3 separate regions of the Mus musculus genome follow, and all the other regions are linked to region 2. Evidence: chromatin contacts called from public promoter capture Hi-C data. All regions are on one chromosome and are shown on one strand. The core of a region is the stretch at or near the end of the contact, and the rest is flanking DNA. Distances in the headings are between cores, read along the strand shown. Region 1 has its middle 23 kb from the start of Emp1. Region 2 holds the start of Apold1 (apolipoprotein L domain containing 1). Region 3 overlaps Borcs5 (BLOC-1 related complex subunit 5).

What was found. Promoter capture Hi-C pulls out the DNA fragments that hold promoters and counts their contacts.
Region 1: a promoter capture Hi-C map of cranial neural crest shows a contact between it and region 2, with 2.4 times the contacts expected there. The contact joins the enhancer-like site here to the promoter of Apold1 in region 2. A contact is called at or near these places in 5 of 39 promoter capture datasets (the C10 cell line, cranial neural crest, embryonic stem cells and 1 more), 1 of 15 datasets of contacts at CTCF or cohesin (large pre-B cells), 3 of 484 Hi-C or Micro-C datasets (the N1E-115 cell line and embryonic stem cells), 3 of 115 datasets of contacts at active chromatin or transcription factors (embryonic stem cells and pancreatic cancer cells) and 1 of 9 other capture datasets (embryonic stem cells).
Region 3: a promoter capture Hi-C map of hippocampal neurons shows a contact between it and region 2, with 2.2 times the contacts expected there. The contact joins the enhancer-like site here to the promoter of Apold1 in region 2. A contact is called at or near these places in 8 of 39 promoter capture datasets (the 3T3-L1 cell line, cranial neural crest, frontonasal cranial neural crest and 5 more), 4 of 484 Hi-C or Micro-C datasets (the N1E-115 cell line, embryonic stem cells, large pre-B cells and 1 more), 4 of 115 datasets of contacts at active chromatin or transcription factors (embryonic stem cells, large pre-B cells, pancreatic cancer cells and 1 more) and 2 of 9 other capture datasets (adipose tissue and liver).

What each region holds. Positions count from the first base shown.
Region 1 is chr6:135,384,351-135,388,064 of GRCm38.p6, reverse strand. No RefSeq gene overlaps it. Among named protein-coding and RNA genes, the nearest start is that of Emp1, 23 kb to the right of the region's middle. Within about 2 kb of position 2,159, at least 33 of the 459 cell types and tissues checked have an H3K27ac peak or open chromatin away from gene starts, as enhancers often do.
Region 2 is chr6:134,980,466-134,984,511 of GRCm38.p6, reverse strand. It overlaps Apold1 (apolipoprotein L domain containing 1), which reads right to left and starts at 2,511. Exons shown (of 2, transcript NM_001109914.1): 1 at 2,483-2,511; 2 at 1-930. The coding sequence starts at 927. The coding sequence ends at 187. It overlaps Gm36428 (a long non-coding RNA gene), which reads left to right and starts at 867. Exons shown (of 3, transcript XR_003956531.1): 1 at 867-1,374; 2 at 2,118-2,375; 3 at 2,457-2,614.
Region 3 is chr6:134,667,691-134,671,470 of GRCm38.p6, reverse strand. The region is part of intron 2 of Borcs5 (BLOC-1 related complex subunit 5); the gene reads right to left. Among named protein-coding and RNA genes, the nearest start is that of Borcs5, 29 kb to the right of the region's middle. Within about 2 kb of position 2,275, at least 58 of the 459 cell types and tissues checked have an H3K27ac peak or open chromatin away from gene starts, as enhancers often do. A contact at or near this core is called in adipose tissue, hippocampal neurons and pancreatic cancer cells, where this site is marked.

The DNA of each region.
Region 1 (3,714 bases), core at 910-3,409, 400 kb before region 2:
AAAGATATTAGTAGTCATTTCTGGTATGCTGTGCTGATATGAATTCTGCAGCTTGGTTCCTGAGAAGAAATCTGCCCAAATGCTTTTAATGTTTTTTTAAGACAGGATGACTAAATGTCAGATTCATTAATGTCATCCAACTCACTCAACAAAGCAAGTGCTATAACTCTCAGACTTAATGTCGCAATAACTAGTTATCTCAAGACCTATTGCAAAAGACTCAAAACAGGTACAATTTTGACTCACCTCAAAAACTGTAAAGATAAGAGCTGAGAGGGGTTGGTTCATATCCCAATACTCAGGAGGTGGAGGCAGGAGGATTAGGAGTCCAGCTTCAGCTATGTAGTGAGTTGGAAGCCATCCTGGGCTAAATGAGATACTGTCTCAGAAAAGTGTGTGTGTGTGTGTGTGTGTGTGTTTCAGAAGACAAAAACTAAAAATTTCAAGATTTCATAATGCTCAAAGCCTATAAATTATAATACTGAGGAGATGATGTCATTCAAACATGCTGAAATAATCTGAATTTAAGAGATCCATGTGTTAATACAAGGGAGGCAGCTAAGAAGTGCCAGCCTCAGAATACCCAAATTACACTATCAAACAGATGAAAGATGGGAGATACCTTGATCCAGACAGTGTCGCTCTGAGTGCCATGTCCTTCCATATTTAATGGAAAACTAAACACTACTTCCTTGCTATAATCAAGGCAGACTTTTCTGACAAGAGACCCATGTTCACTCTCCACCCTCCCTTTAGCAGACACAGGCAGCTTTTCCAAGACACAAGGGCTTGGAAGAGCAACAGAACAGTCTGGTATTTAAACTAAATCCTATCCCACTGAAAATACATTGCATTTCCAAAATAAATTACCAAAAAATCATTTCAGCCCAGACAGTAAGTGAAAAAAAAATTCTAGGAGAATTTTGAAACATAGTCTTGTTTATGTAACCCTTACTGGCCTGAATCTCAACTACTACAGGCCAGGCTGGCAAACTTGTGACTCCTGCCTCTCCTCTGCCTCTGTGTCCCTAGTGTTGGGACTGCAGGCATATACACACCTCCTGGCCTGTACCAACCCATTAAGTCATTAAGAATTCAACAGTCTGCATTTCCTCGCCATCTGCTTTGTCGCAGTTAGCTCTTATTACAGTAATGTCTCTGGCAGATCACTTTGTAGGTTCTCATAGCTACGATTCACTAAATGACTATCATATTCTGAAAAACACTGCACACCTGGAACCCCAATACTCAAAAGACTACTAACTGCATGTTGTAGTCTAGACTGGGCTACATAGGAAGGTCCTATCTCAAAGCAACAAAATGCACAGCTCACTGATGCTGAAGTGGGACAGAACCATGAAGAAGGACTGAGAACCAAGAAGGTATTCTACCTTCCCTGAGCTAACAGTGCCCCATACCCTCGAGCCTCCTTCCCCAAATCTCTAGCTAACTTTAATCTATGGATGAGATCTATTTCCAGTCTAAATTGGAAGCTAGAGGGAGAAAAGGATGCACATCTGATTTTTTTTCTATGTCCCCAGCAGGTGTGTACGGCAACCATGCTTAGCAGTTTACCAACACATGTCTTAACAGTCACATGTCTGGCCCACATCTGGGTCTCTCTATGCCTGTTAAAAAAAATAATGCCAGGTAGAAAACACCTCCCATGGGCTCCATGTCACCACCTGCTGTGTGCTGTGAGACATGTTCTCCTCTCAAATGTCAACCGATTCAACAAGTCACACCACTAACAAAAAGTTCCAGCAAGCCTCCTTCCTTCTACCTTACTCCCCACCACTGCCCACGTTCCCTCTGTGCTCCAGAATGGGGCTATTTCAAACTCAACTGCAACATTCCTGAGAGACATTTCGTCTGCCTGGTGGTATGTGCTGGCTTTTCCTTAGCAGACACAGAAAACTGCTTCTTGTGTTGCTGGAATACAGAGCCTTGCACACGCATGATTTAAACTCCCACAGGCCTACTTCCAAAGGCGCCTGAGAAATTGTCCTCTGTGCCTAAAAGCCAGAGGGGTTTTACAAAGGGACAATCAGGAGTAAATCCAAAGCAGAGTGACAGAGTTACCTATTAACCATGTGGCACCTGGGTTATCACCCCAGTGAATGACTTCCCTGTGCCTGTGGGCCTCATTCTGGAATGGCAAGAGAGATCTCAATGACTCACCTTTCTCCACATGCCTCACTTAGACCAAGGTCACCTGCATATTTACTTAATCACTTCAATTCAATTCAATTCTATCCAAGACGTTTAATTGCTCAAATATTTATTAACCGCCTTTATATGTGGAAATCTGACAACGTCCTGCCCTTTCTCAGAATGTAATCTCATTTTGCAAGATAACTCTCATGTCTTGCTATCTCACTTCTGCACAGAACTAAATGTCATCTGAAATCATGGAAACATCTGGTGTTTAAGCTTTCTTTAAATTATTTCTAAAACAGAAAGCCAGTGCACCTTGGCCTTGACTAGAAGATAACCCAGTGATGTCTAATTTTATGTGTCAACTTGGCTGGGCCAAAGTATCCAACTACATCACCGAATATTATTCTGGGTATCTCTAGGAATATGTTTTGGGATGAAAATGACTTTTAAACAGGTAAAGTTTAAGCAAAGCAGGTCGCCATCCATGGGGTGGGTGGGCCTCATCTGATCAACTGAGGAACTGGAGAAAGTCAGGTCTTCAGAGAAAATACTATAGGGAAGTCACTCTGGGGTGTGAATTGCTGTATGGAGTCTTGCATGAGTTTCTTGCTTGATAGCCCTCTTGCGGCCTCTCCGAAGACACCCTGATGACCAACTAGATTCTTGAAATGGAAGATGATATCTTTGCAGTTGAAGAACATGTTGGGTGGGTCTGGGTGTTCATTGGTGACTAAAGACTTTTGAGGAAGGGATGGGCAGTCAGAAGAGCGAACCAAGGGGTTGTATCATGGTAGGAGCTCTAAGTGAGGGAAGTAGACCTTTTATGAAGATGTCCTAAAGCAGTGGTTCTCAGCCTTCCTAACTCTGTGACCCTTCAGTACAGTTCTTTGTGTTGTGGTGACTCGCAATCACAAAATTATTGTGGTGCCACTTCATAACTATAATTTTGCAACTGTTACGAATCATAATGTAACTATCTGAGATGCAGGATATCTGATATGTGACCCTATGAAAGAGTTGTTCAACACCCCACAGGTTGAGAACTAATATCCTAAAAACAACGTAAGGCATCTTATGGGCAGCCAGGGGTGATGGGACACACCTCTAATCCTACCACTCAGAAGAGGCAGAGCTCGGGGGATTCTAAGTTTGAAGCTAGCCAGAGCTACACAATAAACTAACTCTCTCTCTCTCTCTCTCTCTCTCTCTCTCTCTCTCTCTCTCTCTCTCTCTCTCTCTCTCTCTCTCCCTCCCTCCCTCCCTCCCTCCCTCCCTCCCTCTCTCTCTCTCTCTCTCCCTCCCTCCCTCCCTCCCTCTCTCTCTCTCTCTCCCTCTCCCCCCCCTCTCTCTCTCACACACACACACAGAAGACGAGATAAACAAAAAGGATATCATATGGGCCTCTAAGAAGGCATTATAAAAATCAATGCCATTTGATCTGCTAATTTGAAATATGCAAAAACCGTGTGTGTGTGTGTGTGTGTGTTTGTGTATATAGTATGTATGTATGTATGTATGTATATATGTATGTATGTATGTATGTATGTATGTATG
Region 2 (4,046 bases), core at 1,262-3,761:
AAAGACAAAAAGGATCACATACTCAGTTGGGATTACACAAGCGAAAAGTCCTTCACACACACAAGGAGCTAAGGACTGACGGAAGCCCTGCAAGAAGAGTTCCTATCATCCTTTGCACTCCACCCATGTAGCACTTCCCTGTGGATGCTACGACTCTAGAACATTCCATATAGGTAGAGGATGCTCTTAGAAAAACAACGCTGCGTCCAGATCAGTGGAGATCCTGAGGTTGTGGCCACGGCCGGCCTTGGTGCAGAGCTGGACCCGGGACTCCAGCTGCTCACTAAGTTCATCCAGGGCGCCAGTGCACGACTCCAGGCTCTCTGACAGTTTCTGAATCTTGGCCTTCAGGACGGCCTGGCTCACTTTGGTGGCCCCCTCGGCACGTCTGGGGATGAGGAAGCCACGTGAGCCGAAGAAGACGATGAAGTAGACAGAGTTGTAAAGGGCCATGGAGGCGTCCCTCCCGCTCTGCAGCAGCTGGCGGTCCCTGCGTCCCTGCCACTGACAGAAGAACTCCAGGCAGCTCAGAAGCTCGCGCATCTGGTCCTGGCAGGTGGCGGCGATCTCCTGCACCCTCCGCACCTCCCGGGAATTGCAGAAGATCAGAGAGAGGTCGGACGTGATGGTGACTGCCCCTCCGGCGGTGGCCACCCCTAAGCCCACGGCCGACGCCACGAGCGAGGCTCCCAGGGTGACCGGGCTGAGTGACAACCCCACGATGGCTGCCAGGGCACCAGCGGCGCTCAGAGAGCTGCCCGCCACGTTGGCCGCCAGGGAGCGCCTGCGTAGCCGCTCCAGCCTCCGGGCCACTTCGCGCAGGCGCAGCACTTGGCTGTGCAGCCGGCCACGGCGGTCCAGCAGCAATCCTTGGAAGCGCCGCAGCGCATCGGCGCCCTGCGGCTCCCAGGCCGCCCGCTTCTCCATGCCCTGTGAGGGACATAGACGCACAGTTAGCCCGAGTTTCCGCACCCGTTGCTGCCCTAGGCTAGAGCTGCCCGGTGCACTCTCTAGAGAGTCCTCAAATAATTAATAGACTTTATGCTGGGCGTGTTGCCTTAATGGTAGATCACTTACCTAGCGTTCAACCCTCAGACTCAATCCACAAGGCTGCCGAAATGAATACACGAATAAATAAACCACTCAGGACTGGGAACAGGGAGGTAGGTTACTACTGGGTTATGGGTCAAGTTTCCAAAGGCTCTGGAGCCTGGGACAAGTCACACAAGTTCCCAGAACCCGTTAACTGTGCGTTCCAACAGAGATTATGCTGTCTTCTGCTTTCCTTCCAGGGAACAAAATCTATGGACACCATCCACAGATTTAAATAAAGGTTTAAACGGGAAGGTGGAGACTATTAGAAAGCTGCTCCAGGTAAATGCTCTGAAAACAGAGACTTTGCTCTGTTTTCAAAATGACACTTGGGCTGAGGATGCAGCTCAGGGGTAGAGCCATTGTCTGGTGTGACACCCTATTCTATTCCCCAACTCCTGACAAACAAGGACCAATAAAAAGAAGAGAACACCTTAAAAGTAGCAAACCGTGCATGTAACGTAACAAAAACTTTTCATTATGTGGAGACTTGTGTCCTAGGGACTCAAGGTACTTGCCCCCCCCATTCTCATTATATCATTATATTCTCTCTCTCTCTCTCTCTCTCTCTCTCTCTCTCTCTCTCTCTCCTTCTCTCAATGTCCCTGTCCCTCTCTCTAATCCTAGCACTTGGGAGGCAGAGGCAGGATCATTGAGAGTTCAAGGCCAACCTGGTCTAAATACTGAGTTCTAGGCCATCCAAGGCTACATAACAAGAATTTGTCTCAAGGTAAAAAAGAAAAGGTGCTAGCTAGCAGCTCACTGGAGGCTTCCTTGGGTCCAGATGGACTGAAGCCAATAAAAGGTGACTAAGGGAGAAAGCTGAATGTACCAGGTTCATCTGTAAAAGGCCATCTGTCCTGGTAATGAGGGAGCCCCATTTTCATACACACTGTACTCTCCACCAGTCAGAACTTCTTAAAGGCACCAAATAAGTCACTGAAAGAGCATGTCGGACCTGAACGAGCAGGGCAGAAGTTATTTAATTTTTTATCTTTCTCCATTTGTTTTTGTTGTTTTTAAAGACAGGCTGTTACATAGTCCAAGTTGACCTCAAACCCCCGATTCTCCGGCCTCCACCTCCTGAGTTCTAGAATTCCAGGCTTGCATCGGCATGCACAGCCAGAACTCATTGTCCTCGGTTAAGATGAAGGCCTTTAGAGACCGGCTACCAACAGCTGATGTTTCTCAGTGCCCCCAGAAGAACACTGGTCTCCTGACTCATAGGTCCTACAGCTCCTGGTTGACCTCCATGATCTAGCTGACCAGTAAGAAGTTTTCAGGTAACAAGAAGGTTGGGAAAAAGTCACTCCAAATACATGACGCCTCGAGAGTTGACCCCGATATCACCAATCCCATTGCAGACACATCCCTCGGACTCCCCACTTACCCTTCACTCTGGCCTCCAGGAAGAAAAGTGGGAGACTGTTTCTGGACGAGCATACTTTATAGCTCCCAGGAGCCAATGACGGCTCTGGGAAAGCCTTGTCTCATTCTGAGAAGCTGCTGTTTCCTGCCCTGACCCCTGCTGCCTTCGGCCAGGATATGACATGTTGGAAAAAGAGACGCTGGCAAAGCACGTCCCGTATTTAGGAAATGAATATTGTGTGTTCGCTTTCCCCTCCAAACGCAGGAAGAGAACCACAGGCTCTTCCCCAACTTGAAACAAGTGCTGTCATCTCCCAGTGGGGATACCCTGCCTTTCCTCTCCTGAGAATAGCTACTGACGCCATCGGGGGAGGCTTTCCCACATGCCCCAGGCTGCCCAATTATAGTGTTTCTTTGAGAGGACTCCATCAGAAAATCATTTTTAAAAAGAAATAGGAGGGACCGGAAAACTTAATTATGATCGATACAGCCACTCATGGTCCTTTTCAAAGAGCTTTGTGGGGATGTAAGTAGCTGAAGCATGTGACCCATTAAGGGAGGGCAGCCAGCACCAAGGAGCGCCTAAAATTCAAGACCACGCCCACAGGAAGTGCTGCGTGCAGTTTAGGGCATCTCCAGCTGTGGAGAAGACACAGGAGGTCTCAAAAAGGGCACACTGCGGGGCCAAGTGCGTCAGAAAAATCACTGGGGTCAAGCTGCACACCGAGCTAATTATACACTTTCCATGGCAGCGGGGAGATGATGGCTTCCGGGGTTTTCATATGAAGCGAGGACTGTAGCTTGCATCATGGTTAAATGAGTGGATTCTAGCTACAGGTTCCCCAGCAGGGTCTGAAAAACAGTTATCTATTACAGAGCGTGCAGGCGGGGAAATGAATGTAGCTTCTTTCTGTGCCTTTACCCAGACCAGATGGCGATGCACCCCATAGCTATCCCTGAAGCAGTTAGGGTGGGGGTGGGGGGAGGGGAGAAGCTGAAGCTTAGTTGGGAAACCCAGTCTCACCAAAGGACCCCTGACACCATCGTCAAAGGCCAAACTGGTTTTCACCTAAATGATTCATGTCTCCAGCTGGAGGTGCAGTAGACTAGCACGCGGAGGCCCTGGATTCTAACACTGGCACCCAGAAACCCATCACTGTGGCCCACCCCTGTAATTCCAGCACCAGGAAGTAAAAGCTTGAGGGTTAGACATTCAAGGTCAGCTTCGGATTCATAGCTAGTTGGAATCCAGCCTGGGCTACGTGAGACCCTGTTCCCAAAACGAAACAAAAGTCCCCCTTATTCATTTGGAGTCTCTTGCATCTGTTCAGTGCGGTCTCACTATGGAGTTCTGGCTAGCCTAGAACTCATTAAGTAGATCAGACTGGCATTGAACTTGCCTCTTGCTCTGCCCCATTTGGAAAGTTTCAACAGCTCTATCATTGTAGAACACAATTAAGCCCCTCACTTTCGTATGGATAACCTGTCTTTACCAGAGCAGTGCCACCTGCAGCACACCCTGCTGCTCTTGACCTTGATCAGTCAGAATTTAGTCCACGTCCAAGTGTTCTGGTTATAGCTCCTAC
Region 3 (3,780 bases), core at 1,026-3,525, 310 kb after region 2:
CTTCACTCATCATGATTGTAGGACTATTTTGAGACAAAGAAGCAACAGGGGCCATTCCTCCTTGACACTAAATCAACATAATTCCACAGCCCTCTTCAGGGATCAGCACACAGTGGCCCTCTGAGCCTGGAGAGGAGCCAGGAAACATCCCTGCTCCCAGCTCCTGTAAGGCGGACTCCTCCTGATAAGAAAAGCACAGCTTTTATACATAGCAATGCTACTCACAACAAGTGAGCCATTCTTACATTCCTTCTCCAGTTCATTTCCCCTACAATTCTTTTCCCCTTGTCTTCACTCTCTCCTCCCCATCCTGCTGTACTCTTTGTATGACAAAAAAGAAAAAAAGGAAAAAAAAAAGTTGCTTCTGGCCAACTGTGACATCAACTCATTCTTATTCAGTGATGTCCAGCAGGAACTTCGCTCTCCCAAAACGTTTGCTCAGTTCTGAAGCAACAAAGATGACTAACTTCCTTCTGTTTGCCTTCCCTATGTTCTTGATCTATTTGCAGATCTTCTGAAACATTTCTCTGACACAAGGCCCTATACGTGTGCACAAAGAACTTTCCAGGCAGTCTCAGCAAGCTAAAACATTGCCCCTAAGTTACTAGAAAGGGTAACATAACAAGATGACTTGATCATTTTTTTTAAAGATTTATTTTTTATTATATGTAATTACACTGTAGTTGTCTTCAGACACACCGGAAGAGGGCGTCAGATCTCATTACAGATGGTTGTAAGCCACCATGTGGTTGCTGGGATTTGAACTCAGGACCTCGGGAATAGCAGTCAGTGCTCTTAATCACTGAGCCACCTCGCCAGCCCGACTTGATCATGTTTACACCCCACAAAAGATATTTCTGTTTCATCATTGTAAGAAAGAGCTAATAGATGATCCAAAAAGATAAAAGAAAAATAAAAAAGTAAGCCCCAGACTATTCTAGATCATTTGTTACTTATGGGAGGGAAAAAAGAAAAGGTAAGAATAGCAACCATGTATTATAACTACTTTCTGCTATATACTTCAGCAAGGCACCGTTTAAATGCTTTTGAAGGCCAACATTTTACTCTACACATTAAGTAATATAAAGTTTAAAGAGCTGACTAGGGACTGTGGTTCTGGTGTCTAAGTGGCCAGCCGTGATGGGAGCAGCAGACTGTGTCAGGCTCAGCTCCTCCTTTGCTAGGTCTCCGAGGCCCCACGCCCTGACTTGACCGCAGGGCTGGGAAGGCACCATTCACAGTCTAAGCATCATCTACGCTTTGCCTGACACTGTCGTATTCTGGGATGCGCACAAGGAACCCAACCATGGAACTGTGACAGGGCACGGCACTAACATTTCCTTCTGGGGCTCTCAGGGGCATGTTGTAGGAATGAATTCACTCAGATCCAAATCCTACCTAGCAGTGATTGGAGAGGTGCCATTCTGAGCTCAGTAATCTTCAAGCAGATAGCTAGCTCACTGTTTGTGAGTTCCAACATTTCTCATAAATATAAATTGAAGTAAACTAAAGAAGGAACAAGAATTTAAAAAAAAATCTATCTTCCTCTGTAACTGTGACGATTTAACAAAATTCCAGGATGTGGTGCAGCTTAGAGATACAGCACTTGACTAGCATGCAAGAGATCCTGGGTTCCATCCCTGACAATGAAACACACACACATACACACACACACACACACGTTTGTAGAGAAAAAGAAAATCATAGGTTGCTGCAATGCTGCGGCTGCTGAGTTTGTTTAAAGTTAACCTGAAAAAGACAAAGGAAGCAGCTCTGAAGGTTATAATTACAGAAAATTACTCAGGTGACTTCATCCCACCCACAGGCTCCTCCGAGGAGTACTTTATAAGCTAGTGTTCTGGAAGGGTACAGCTGCTAAGCATGGGTTTCATATGCTCCATTTAAAACATTATTTTATCAACACAATTGTTAATGGCTTCTAAATGAGAGTAGAAATTTCCAACAAGAGTGCCATAAATTCCTATTAGTATTCACTCTGGGTCTAGAGAACAGAACCCCAGATGGATCGCTCCTTGGCACAAACAGTAAAATAATAGTATAACGATTTCATAACCCCTACTCCTTTCCAAGAGCACTGCATACATCATTACTTGTGTGCTAAGTACACCAGCACAGAGTGTGTGCCATGACTGGAAGACTACCACCAGTGCAAAATTGACTCAGAAAACCATTAAATCTGAAAGATATCTGCTGCCCTCCCTTTCCAAAAATACTCCCACGTCATTGAAAGTTCACTCATGACCAGAGAAACACTCCCAGGGGCTAGGCCATGCCATTCAGCCTCCATCACTGATATGACTCCTAGCTGTGGTTCAGAGGAGCCAGTTTAAGAAATTAATCTGCTTTCAGTTCGGCCATTATCCTGCCTCCCCAGTCAGGCATACTGCCCTCTGCTTTCAGTTCTCACCCTCCTCTCTTCTTTGAGACAACTCAGATTTGCTCTTCTACCGGCCCTAACTCAGCCATGACTTTGATCAGTGTATCATTAGAAAACTACAGTGACTACCTAACTGGGTTGTCCATCTCAGACCACTGCCCCAGTAATTACCCAAAAATACAGACTTTTTTAAAGACTTATTTTTATCTATGTGTACATCTGTGTGAGACTACATGCAAATGCTAGTGAAGGGTAGAAATACATTGGATCCCTTGAAGTTGGAGTTACAGGCAGTTATAAGCTGCCTGATGTGGGTACTAGGGTCAGATCTCTGGTCCTCATGATAAAACAGTAAGTCCTCTTAACCTCCGGGATATCTCTCCAGCACCCCCTCTCTGCCTGCCCCCCCAATCCCACAGCTTTCAAAGTGCCAATGTCATGTTTCCTGTTGCAACAATAAAACCATAATAGCAGTTGTAATTTAAAGGCAATTGCCTTCAAATTCCTGTCTTTATCCTGAGGAGCCTCCAGCAGTCATTGGAGCCAAATACCGTGCCTATGAATACCATTTTTCTAAACTTGAGACCCATAAAAACCCACACTGAATTGTCATTGACATTTGTACCATATCCATGGACAACTGTTTATTTTTAATTTAAATGTATAACTTGATATACTGCTGTTAAATGTTACTGTGGCTTTAGCCCATCTTTCGAGTCTACTGAGACCATTTTTGACCCTTATTCCTGGCATCCATCCATCCATGTAGATAATTTATCCAGTATCACCTGATTGGGGTATGGGATCAGATCTCTGGTCCTCATGATAGAACAGTAGGTCCTCTTAACCTCTGAGCCATCTTTCCAGCAACCCCTGCCCCCCGCACCCCCGCAAAATCCCACAGCTTTAAAGGTATCCTCTTTCCTGTTGCAACAAACAAAACCATAATAGCAGGCACCCACATCCAGTATAAAAATGTGATTTATATGTGGAAACAAATCCTCAGTGAGTGAATAGTACGTCCAGGGTTCTTTAGGTAGTAGTAAGTCAACTGGCATGGGAGAGAACAAGGCAGAAGTCAAGGTCAGACCCCTGTACATCTGATTTTTACAGGCTTACTTTGGAATTTGTTAGCTTGCAAAGGACACAAGTAATTAGAGACACTGTCTTGGAAAGGGAGCAGGCTCAGAAGGCAGGAAGAGTTGAAGCTGATGCGTGGAAGCTGTGGCGAGGTCCTCTTGGATCATCCCCCTTCTTTAGCATCCTCTTTTCCTTGTGGAAGCTTCTGGCACCTCCCATACCCCACAGTTTATTAAAGACCACAGTTGAATAATTCTACTCCCGAGTCCTTCCAGTGCCCTGAAGAGGAGGGGTGAGTAGGG